2 separate regions of the Capra hircus genome follow, and region 2 is linked to region 1. The links are chromatin contacts, called in public Hi-C maps. All regions are on one chromosome and are shown on one strand. Each heading gives the region's core, a stretch centred on a gene start, on an enhancer-like site or on the middle of the called end of the contact. The rest is flanking DNA. Distances are from core to core; before and after follow the strand shown.

What was found. A called contact is a pair of places that touch in the nucleus more often than the background predicts.
Region 2: a Hi-C map of blood shows a contact between it and region 1, with 5 times the contacts expected there. The contact joins two enhancer-like sites. A contact is called at or near these places in 2 of 5 Hi-C or Micro-C datasets (blood and liver).

Annotation. Positions count from the first base shown.
Region 1 is chr23:16,132,056-16,137,438 of ARS1.2, forward strand. The region is part of intron 2 of LYRM4 (LYR motif-containing protein 4); the gene reads right to left. Among named protein-coding and RNA genes, the nearest start is that of PPP1R3G, 27 kb to the left of the region's middle. Within about 2 kb of position 1,861, at least 2 of the 5 cell types and tissues checked have an H3K27ac peak or open chromatin away from gene starts, as enhancers often do.
Region 2 is chr23:16,278,583-16,284,468 of ARS1.2, forward strand. The region is part of intron 3 of FARS2 (phenylalanine--tRNA ligase, mitochondrial); the gene reads left to right. Among named protein-coding and RNA genes, the nearest start is that of FARS2, 72 kb to the left of the region's middle. Within about 2 kb of position 4,514, at least 1 of the 5 cell types and tissues checked has an H3K27ac peak or open chromatin away from gene starts, as enhancers often do.

The DNA of each region.
Region 1 (5,383 bases), core at 611-3,110:
GAGCTGGCGGCTGAGGAGTGTTATGTAAAAGTGAACGTTTGATTTTAAAACTGTACCTCTTTAACGGTTTTTTCATACTTTTGATGTAACGATGTTTAATATTACACATTAAAAAAAATAAAGTTTAAAATTTGACAAAATTTTAAACATTTGTGGGGGGAGGGGCATTTATATGCATATGACATGTACATCCAAACCACACAAGCTTCAGTCTTGCAGGACACCTGCCTGAAGTTTCCTGAGCTCAGCACCCCAGGGCAGCAAGGCTCCAGGCTGTTCCGGGTATTCAGAGCTGGTGGCTGAGGCCCTCCGAGGACCGTGGACTTGGCTCCGGAACAGCCCCTGGTGTGTCAACTGGCTTTGTACCTGTGGGCACGTGAGGCCTGGTGCTTCCTTGCTTCTTAGGTTCTTGTTCAGCCAATAAGAGCCTGTAAAAATCTAACATGGTGTACTTAAAAACAGTTTAGATGGTAAGCTTTGTAATGTGTATCTTACCGGAGTTTTATTTCGAACGTCCCAGTTTTTGCATCTAGAGTTTTCATATCTGAAAAATCTATACTTTATATAAAGTAACTGACCATTTTCCACATTTGTGGGACTGAAAACAAGACTGTCCAGGGCCCAGGCCCTTTGCAGGAACCGGAGAGACGGGGGATAGGGGGCTGCGACCCAGGGTCCACGCGGCTCCACATTTTCTATTAAAAGGAAGAGTCTCACATCTGTTCTACCCAACGCGCCACTCTCCCTTCCGCAGGTTAACGGTTAAAGGGAACCCCCCCCCCGCCCATATGAAACATGGCTTTCCCTCCATGACCTCACCGTTCTTCAAAGAGATAATGTTAACCGACAGCATCTTTCGGGGCTCACAGTCACGCCCGACGTCAAGAGCCAGGGACGCCGCAGCGACTCAGCCTGGAAAGAGTACGCGGTCGCGGCCCTGCGCCTTCCCGCCTCACGGCCGTGCATCCCGCGCCCCAACAGCTGCTGTATCCCTACCCAAGACCTAATCACCGCACAGCTGCCCGTATCCCTGCCCGAGCCTGGATCACTGCGCAGCTGCCAGTATCCCTGCCCCAGCCTGGATCACCGCGTGGCTGCCCCGGCGGCCTTCCCCATCCAGCGCTCCGTGAGACTTCGAGGAGCTGAGACGCCCTGTATACTGTCTCTGGGCAGGGTCTCCATCCAGAGCTCCGGGAGGCTTCGAGGAGCTGAGACGCCCCGTGTACTGTCTCAGGGCACGGGAGACCTCGCCGGTGCCCCTGCAGGTCCAGAAGGCCCGCGGGGAGGCTGAGGCAGCACATGAGACCGTCAAGCGCTCCGAGACCCCAGGGCCGTGCTGCAGCTCTCCTGCGTGGTGCTGGCTGCTGCGTGTCACTCAGGACGCAGGGGCCATCCTGGACTGCGGTCCAACACCGACCCGGTAACCTTCACCTCTGACTTAGAGGGGGAAGCGACTCCTGCGGAGCGAAGGGCCTCCGCCCGGGGTCACGGGAGTCGGTGCTGACTTGTGGGCGGCTGTTACTGCTGAGACACTGACACTGTTTCTTGGTGGTAATATGCTGGTGAGCGTGATGGGTGGTGAGACAGACCGCAGCGGTCACAGGACACCGTGCTTCCAGGGACTCCTGAGCACTGAGGCCTCGGCCCGGTGCAAAGCCAAGCGAAGACACGGGCTCTGTCGTCTCTGCTCTGTCCCCACAGAGTTCTAAAGGTGCTGCAGTCCCTCCTGCAACCCTCAAACACGTGTCACCCCAGGAAACCCCGTGCCTGAGGGTGTGAATACGGAGGCCCAGGAGAAGCAGTGAGACCCGGCAGTGTAATAACACGTTTCGGCAGCAGATGGCAACAGAGGACTTCGCGAGTGCTCAGGCAGCCGTTCTGAAAGGCTGGGAGGCAGCTTTTAACGGCTATTGTTTAAGTGATTTATGTGTTTGCATTCTGCTCAACCTTATATATGCATTGCTGAATAAAACATTCACAGTGTATTTTCCACCGGCAGCTGAGCTCCAATTCCAAGCTTCTGAATCCGAATTCCCAAGCCCCTGACAGCAGATTGCTTTCTCCAGAAGAACCATTCCAGTCCCACAAGAAGAAACGCTTGGGCCGGGGGGCAGAGGTCTGGTGTGACAGCCTCACCGGAGTGGCTGACCATGTGTGTGCTGGGGGCTCCCCGTCCAGGCCCCCTGCCCTCCACTGGGTCCCCTGCCTCCCCCATCCCTTGGTGTCCGTTTAGGCGCATGAACCGACGTGTGGGGAGGAGACAGCGGTCTTGGCCCGCCTCGGGCAAGGAGGACAGAGCAGCTTGTATGTAAGAAATGTGTCAGGTTTACAAGAAGGAAGAAATTCTCACACAGGGAATCAGATTTCCCCCCTGTCCTTCCCAGAGACCCCCTGCCCCAGCCCAGGCATCAGCAGCCTGGTGGGGAGGCCCAGGGGAGGAAGTGGCCCTCGTGAGGTGGGCGGCGGGCAGTGCCACCTGCCGGGTCGAGCCCAGGTGGGGCTGTCTGGGCCGCGGTGGTCGCCAGCCCAGCACGGCAGCTGCCCTGTGAGGCAGGCCCTTCCTGCCCAGCCTCAAGCCGCACCCCCCACCAGCCTTTGTCTCTATTTGAAGAGGAAAGGACATCCACTCGTGATAAGCGGAGACAAGATGATTCTCTTTTTCCAGGAGAGGAGAAGGAAGCTCGTAGAGATTAGGAGGGGAGCTCAGCCGCCCGCGGCCAGTCTGTCCTGGGCTCTGCGCTGTGACTGCGGCGAGGGCTCGGGCAGGGCTCCTCTGCCGCAGACGGGCCCTCCTGCCCCCAGAGGAACAGGCTCAGGAGAGCGGTACGACCCTCGTCACCATGGGGCGGGGGGCACAGGCGAGGGGGCTGCCAAGGAGGAGAAACGCACGAACACTCCTCCTCTCACCCCTCTTGGTGCACGCTGGTGGGAAACAGCATCAGATCTCGGGAGGCGCGCAGTTGGCACCAGCCCGGCGCGCGGCCGCGGCCAGGGCTTCGTCACCGAGGCTGCGAGTCCCTCCTGGGCCCCCGAGCCGCGTGCTGGCTCCTTGAATGCCCTCCGGCTCTCCCGGCTCCTCCCATTCCTGCCACCACCACCCCCTGCCCTGTGTGGACCAGGCCTCCGACCCGGACACGACGCCGCCCCCGTCAACGCCCGCACACAACCGCCTCGGCCCTCGGCAGACGGCGCCACGTGCCGACCCTTCCCGTGTCGGCGCACGTTCTCGGTGCGCCTGCGTGCCCACGCGCCTCGCCCCCCGCGCCCACGCGCCTCGCCCCCCGCGCCCACGCCGGCCTCCTGCAGAGGGTTCGGGGCTCGCGCCGGCGGAGGGCCGCCGCCTGTCTGCCGCCAGCCCGAGGGCCCCGCCACTGTTGAGGAGGAGCGCGACTGCGCGGAGTGCTGAGGGCCCTTCTCAAGCCCATCCGTGCGGGGACTCGACCTTGCGGGGAACCAAGACCAGGCCTGTGTGTTTTCCTGCAGCTCAGGTCCTCCCCTTGAGACAGGCACCACCACCCTCATTCACCCGTGAGGAAAAAGCAGAGCTGTGAGATGCCGTGATTATCTGAGGCCGCTGAGCTGGTAAAAACGGCAAGGAGGAGTAAGTGATCGCTTAGCATGACCGATGGGTAGCACCTGGAACACAAGATAAACGCAGGGTCCTGGACGCAGGTACACATCCCCTTGGGCTGAAAAAACAGGAAGACTAATTGGTTATGGAAAGAGAACCTCTCACATTCGCCGAAAGGGGCTTTCCTCGTGGCCCAGTGGTAAGGAATCTGCCTGCAACGCAGGAGACATGGGTTCGATCCCTGGATTGGGAAGATCCCCTGGAGGAGGGCATGGCTACCCACTCCAGTATTCTTGCCCGAAGAATCCCATGGACAGAGGAGCCTGGGGGGCTCCAGTCCATGGGGTCACACACAGTCGGACACGACCGAAGGGTTGAGGAAAACAAGAAACTTCACCCAGTGAGGAGACAGATACACGTGAACTCATGTGCACACACGTGTGTACACACACACACTCTTTACAGCAAACAAATTAACTTTCCCAACAATAATTATTGAAAATGACAGCCTCTTACTTAAAATCATTTTCCATTTACATGGAAGATATAATTAAATCTAATTAAATCTGTAAGTGTAAAGACGACCTCATTTATATTGTATTTCCAACTTTAAAATATGAGTCTTGGATTTTTTTTTTCTGGAGCTTAAGTTTAATTTTTAAATCATCTAGAAAAGATCCTTTAACAAAATTTCATTTTTTTGACATGATGCTTATTTGGTACAACAAAACTCTGCTTTAAACTTGAAACTTTGTATTAACTGTTACACTTTTAAGGGTGGCAGGATGACACAATATTTCAGATAAGCCATTTGTTCAGTTGCTAAGTCCTGTGCCGACATTATTGTGACCCCTATGGTCTCCAGCCCTCCAGGCTCCTCTGTCCATGGAATTTTCCAGGCAAGAGTACTGGAGTGGGCTGCCATTCCCTTCTCCAGGGGATCTTCCCGACCCAGATAAACCACTGGGTGAGCCGTGGTTTGCCAGTTTAGCTTCCTGTTAGATGTGCAGTCCTGAATGCTTCGTGACAACTCAGTGAAATTTCATTAATATGTACAATATCAGGGAAGCAGGTACTAATGTGCTTATATGAAGCAATATTATGGGCATGTATTAAGCAAGGATAATGAAGTGAGGACCTGAAAGAAACCACACTCACAAAGACACACTTGACCTCAAGCTTTCCTCCGAGAGGCCCTGCAGTCCAAGACCCGGACGAGGAGCAGCCGGCCGCCCAGCTCACTAGTTCCCCCAGGTCCCAGGTGCAGACACCAGGGGCGGTGTGGGGTTCATTACCGCAGACTCGGAGACAGAGGCGAGGGAGGGACGGCATGGTTGAGCGAGGTCACACAGCCAGTCACAGCAGCTCTCTTAGATGCTGGGTTTCAGAGCAGGGAGGAGAGAACCAGAAACTGCAAGGCCCACCTCAGCTGCCGGATTCGCCTGATCTCTTTGGGTACTGGCTATCTCAGGGATCAGCAGGTGTGCTGAGGGTGGTGGGAAAAGCAATCTAAAAATCTTGGTATGTCTCATGGGAATAAACACAGCCCCGAAGGCTTCCACTGCTGTGGAGATCAGGGCATCAGAGGGCTTCCTGGATCTCAGAATACAACTGGTGAGTGGTCAGAGCTCAAATAAGCTCCCTCCTGTCCCCTAAGCTATGACTGGAAGAGTGACACGACGAGATGAGCGAAAATTTGGAGTCAATGTTCCCCTAAAATTAAACACAAACATTTGTAAATGTAAAAACCTGATAAATCATATAAGTGCAATGTGAGTGTCTGCATGTGTGCAAACACACACGCACACGTGC
Region 2 (5,886 bases), core at 3,264-5,763, 150 kb after region 1:
TGGGGAACACGCGTACGCCAGGACCCGAACCACCTCTCGGACAGGTTCGGCCTGAGTCGTCGCTCATGGAGGCTGGAGTGGGGATGTTCGGAAAGACCGCGTCGTCCAGGGCGGACCTGAGTTTGCTGTGGAGCTCTAGGGTGGGGGCTCCCGGGAAAGCTTGTGCGGAAGCCACCTGGAGCTGTAGCTTCTCGTCCTCGTGGCGCCCGGCAACCAGTGCTGGGTCCCCCTGCCTGGCGGAATTAGCTTGTCCACCTCCAAGGTGTTTTTGTAGCCTCTTTCGCCGCAGACGTTGACGGCTCCGCCTCTGTTCCTGTTACTGCCCTGGCACCAGCCTGGCGGCCGGGAGAGGGAGCCAGGCAGCTGGGGAAGGGGCAGCGTGCCCTCCGTGGGGCCCAGCCTCACCGCGTCTCCTCCCCTGCGCTCAGCACCGCACCTTGATTAATTGGCATGTGGTGTGTCGCCAGAAATCCGGGGCATGACAAACGCGATTCAATATCAATTAGCTGGAGCAGGAACGGACTTCTCACAGAAACCCCAGGACGGAGCTATGCTCGCCGAGGCCCTTTCCCTCACAAGTTTCCCAAATAATGAAGAGCTCGCTCAGGGCCCAGTTGTTTAAAGAAATTAAAAACTGTGGAAATTAGCAGCCGAAATCCACTTGGATGAGCCTGCTATCCCTTTAATACGTCTGTCTGTTTCTCTCACTAAGACATCCCAATCCTCCCTCCACAGTGATTTGAATACTTAATATTTGCTGAGATGCTTAAGTTGGATTTGAATAGCATAATTGAATTTTTTCTGCTGCATTCAGGGGACAGGAAGGCTTGGGAGTCCCTATGGCAAGACGTGAACGTGCTTATTTTTAGAAGTGATTCTTACATATTCTTCCATCCGTGAGCCAAGAATTAATAAGCAGCGGGGCTGCCAGGTAGAGGAGACTGTATTCATCAGAATCCCGGCTTTATCTGTCCCTCTCCAGATGAATGGCCTGTGCCTGGGGCTCAGAGCTGTTCTGGTCCGTGACGGGTTTGGGTTGAGCCAAACTGGGCATAGATCAGATGCCATGCGAAGCCCCTCCTAAACAGGATTGTTGTAAGGTCCTGGCCTTCGTGTAGCTTTGTGAGAGAGGCAGGTAAATTGGATGGTCCACACCATCTGGCCCCGGGAGACAGGCATGGCCACGGCACAGAAGGAAACCTGTATCCCTGAGTAGTCAGCGAAGGCTTCCATAGCATCTTAGAGAGGAGCTTGGCGCTCTCCAGGAGGGGCGGGCGCAGAGCTCCAGGGAGCGCCAGCAGTAGATGGGAAGGCTGGAGGACCCGGGCTGCGATGAGTCCTGGAGCGGCCTGGGCCCAGGGGCGCAGTGGGGAGGGGAGATGGACAGAGAGCTGTGAGCGGTTGGTGGAGGGCCTTCTGTGTAGCTTTTTGGAGTTGGAGCATTAGTTTAAAAAGAGTGAGGAGTCTTTAGTTTTTAAGCATACGAGGGATAGCATCCGCAGACACAGAACAGACCCTGGACACTGGGGGAAGGAGAGGCCGGGACGAATTGAGAGAGCAGCATGGAGACATATACACACCACGTGCAAGAGGGAGAGCCCACGCTGTGCTCCGTGACAACCTAGAGGGGTGGGATGGGCTGGGAGGTGGGGGGAGGCTCAAGAGGGAGGGGACACATGGATGCCTACGGCTGATTCACCCTGATGTCTGGCAGAAACCAGCACAATATCATGAAGCAATTTTTCTCCAGTTAAAAATAAATTTAAAAAAGAAACAGCCAATGCAAAAAAAAAAAAAAAGGATGTCATCGGTTTAGCAGTTTAGAAAAATCTGCCAAATAGCTGGTGGAAATGGAGAAGGGTAGGGCAAGACTGGTCTTGAGATTATTTATAATCATCTAAGAACCAAGGCGGCTCAAAGCCCCCAAAACAGCAGGGACAGCAGATCGGAAAGGGGAGACTCCAAGGGCAAGGCGGGCGTTACTCGGTTTGGTGGCTGCATGAGGGGAAGTGAAGGAAAAGGGGAAATAGCTGGAAAGGATGCCTGGGCTGCCGCGTTGGGACCATTCCCAGAGTCAGGGGTCACAGAAGGAGAGGTGTTTGGGGTGGGGTCCAGAGAGCTAGTGGACTTGGGACACGCTTGGGTGGAAGTTCTCCCGGCGCGCGTGTCCAGCAGGCAGGCGCGTCTGTGTGTTGGGGGTGGAGACGCAGACGCAGGCTCCATCATGGGTGGTGGCTTGGCTGCGCCCATCTCAGGCAGAGTCTGCAGAGCAAGACGGGTACAAGCTGGAAAGAGGCCTGCAGAGCAGAAATACTTAACGACCAGAAGGAAGGAGAGGAGGCCGTGAAGAGAACTACGGAAGCGCGGCCAGTCTAACTGCGAAGAGAAGGGCAGTCTCAGCAGGAGACGGGGTGGAGGGCGTCTTGCTGGTTTTGCGGGCCATTGTATAAAGAGAATGGACCACGCTTACTGAGCAGAGAGAGCCAGGCAGAGGTCAAAGGTCCCGGCGCCGTGGTGGTGGGGGGCGGTTTCCAGGTGAGAGCGGTGAGGACGGTGTCACTGTGAGGCATTAGTGGCACCTGCAGCCATCAGGAGAGGCTGTGCGTCTCATTTTTTGGTTTTTAATTCAAGGTGGGCCTGAAGAGCCTGATTCTTTCCTCTCTGTGGCACGGGGCCAGCCCCCAGCCTGTTCCCTGGGCTCAGGTACCGCAGCGGGAGAGGTGGGGTGGTTTCCTCGGCACCACGGTCCAGCTGAGATGCAGTGAGCGTGGGCCCTTGGGCATCCCACGTGCCTGGCGCGTCCTCCTTGGGTTCCTTGAGGGCCCTTGTGTGTTCAGAGCCCCCGCCACATGGGCGTTATTTTGGTTCTTCTGTGCTCTGTCCTCATCCTTCAGAGTTTCGTGCAATGAGCAGCGTGACTAACCCACGTCTCTTCCTCCCGGAGGGCTTCTGACCACCTCTGGGTTTGAGCAGCGTCTCTTTCTCTTTCCCACCTGCATGAGGGTTATTGCTTTGTCTAAGCTCTCGAAGCATTTCTTTTCCTCGTTTCTCCTGCTTTTTCCTTTGCTTCTCTCCCTTCCTTGGATGAGGAGGGCAGGCTGAAATACCCCGTGTCAAGCACTGGTGTTGTGATAGGAGCCACAGGCTCACCAGCCTCCCTGTGCCCGGTGGTGCCCTCGACCTCCACGTGGCCTCCACCACCCAGCGCCTCCCTGTTACTGGGGCAGCATCGCTGTAGCTCACGCGCGGTTCCAGAGCGGGCCTCCTCAAATAGCCCGGCACCCTGAAGCTCATGCACACTGGAGGATACTCAAAAAGCAAACTTTTAATTTTCCTTCTTTGAGGGATCGATTGGCCCTTGTGCAACAATAATGATTTGGTTGGGACAAACCGTCAACTGTTTCATGGAAGGTGCCCACCGCTGCTCCTCTCTGCTCAAGCCTTCCGTCCACTCCTTCATCCCATCCGTCTGACTGGAGGCCCTCTGACCACAAGCCAAGTTGACGATCATGTGTATGCTGTCAGGGGAATAAGAGGGGAGCCCAGAAGAAGGGATCAGGGGCCAGAGTTTGATTTCCGTTCACGGTTCATCACTTGCTGTGTACCAGTGGCCGGTTAACTTCTCAAAGTCTCAAGTTTCTTATCTAAGAAATGGGGGAAAGAACAGGGTTGTGAGAATTGAATGAACCCCTCAAGGAGTAAGGTAAGCCCGCAGTAAGGTGGCAAATTAGTAAACGAGCAGTAACTGAGCCAAGAGCGGTCCACACCGCTGCAGCAGCAAAGTCAGTTACAGGCTCCTTACATCTGCCCAGGAATTCAGAGGGGGCAGGGCGGGGGCGGGGGGATGTTTCATTAGTATGCAATGTGGACTGTATGGATTAAACCAGTGATCAATGCATAATTCTAAATGGTTGAACAGGAACATGGCTGCCTTGGGAGCCACGGAGCAGCCTTAAGTAACTGCCTGGAATTCTGCTGGCATTATAAGCCCCGTTTATCCTTGGCTGCCCGTCGGGTTTTGCATAGATGTGTGTTACTCTTCTGACCATTTGCCTTTTTATTTGTGTTTTAAATGTATGTTTGAAGTCTGGGCCGTTTTGCAAAAATCCTTTGGCTTTCTAAATTTCAAGTTTAATTGGCTTTTGCAATCCATTTTTATTCTTAAACCTGATTAGAATTAATTTCCGGCACCTATTCTTTTCTCATTTGTGAACTACCTGCCCTGGCTTCTGCAAGCAGTTCTAGTAGGGGTGGAATTTGTATTCTGGGTCACTGAGGCTTCTGAAAGGACACTTAAGAAAATGTCAGAGGAATAGAGGAAATCCTAGTGGAAAAACAAATGGCACAGCCTGTCGTGTGCAGTTAATGGGAATCTAATTTAGTTTCATGGCCGGTGGATGTCTCTCAAACAGAAAGCTGAGTGAAAGGCAGCCACTTCAAGCTCCCTGGAATCAGGGGTTTCGTCCCTGCGTGGTGACCGCTCGGCTGAGTGGTCTCAGCTTCGCTGGGTCTCCGCCGCTCCCGAGTCTGTCCCCTTGCTGCCGGGTGGCTCGGCGGCTCTCTCGTGCCCCTTCCAGCACCAGTGTTCCACTTCCTCTGAACGTGAAAGCGCTGACTTGTTGACATGTGTGGTTTTTTTTCCTCTCCTGTGCTGTATTATGTGGATGGTATCATGAATTACTGCTTTTCCTTCTTTCAGAATTTTCCAAACTTTAGTCTTTATTGTATGAGTATTTTCTTTGTTCTGCCTAGACACTGTAGATAGTAGTTTTTTAAAAGCAGTAAAATATTAATGTGATTCCAAAAGTCAGAACTGTATAAACAATCTTCCTTAAAGAAGGGCCCCTCCTGTCTCCGCCCCCTTCCCGCAACCTCCTCTTCACTCCGCCTTTCGCGGTTCCTTTCACCCTGCAGTCTGCTCCATTCCGCTTTCTAGTAGGCAGCCAGTCTCATTTCTGTTTCGTCATTCCAGGGGTGTGTGTTTATTTTTGTTTTATGCGAATGAACAGGTTCATTATATAGATATTATATATAGTCACTTACATAGAATATATTTATTTAAATATACTTTGGCCACACCAAGCAGCTTGTGGGGTCTTAGTTCCCCAATCAGGGATCAAACCTGGACCCTCTGTGAAAGCGCAGAGTCCTAACAACTGGACTGCCAGGGAATTCTCAGATTCATGTATATTGTATTATTTTCTCTTCTTTCTTGCATGAAAAGTACCATAGTGAGATTGCTTTTTCTACATAGTGGGGCTTGATAGTTCTAGTAGGGGTGGAATTTGATGATAGACCACATATCATTTCAGAGTGGTCATCCTCATATTTTAATTAATGGTATGTCTTTTAAGTACTCCACTGTATGGATCAGTCAGTTCAGTCGCTCGGTCGTGTCTGACTATTTGAGACCCCATGGACTGCAACACGCCAGGCCTCCCTGTCCATCACCAACTCCCGGAGTTCACTCAAACTCGTGCGCATTGAGTCGGGGATGCCCTCCGACCATCTCACGCTCTGTCGTCCCCTTCTCCTCCTGCCCCTGATCCCTCCCAGCATCAGGGTCTTTTTCCAGCGAGTCAGTTCTTCACATCAGGTGGCCAGAGTATTGGAGTACTGTATGCATAGTCCATAGTTTATTTACCTTCTCTCTTTTTGTGTGTGGACATTTCTTTGTTTTTCAGTACTTTGTAATTTTAAATAATGCTACGGTGAAGACCTTGTTAGGCATATATTAATTCTGGAGGTGTATTCAGGGTAAATAGCCAGAAGTAGAAGAATTAGGTCAGGAGAGGAATACAAATGTAGTTGGGCTGGATACTGCCAAATTTACCTCCAGGATGGTCCCACGAGTTTTCACTTCCATCCGCAGTGCGTGAGAGTTCA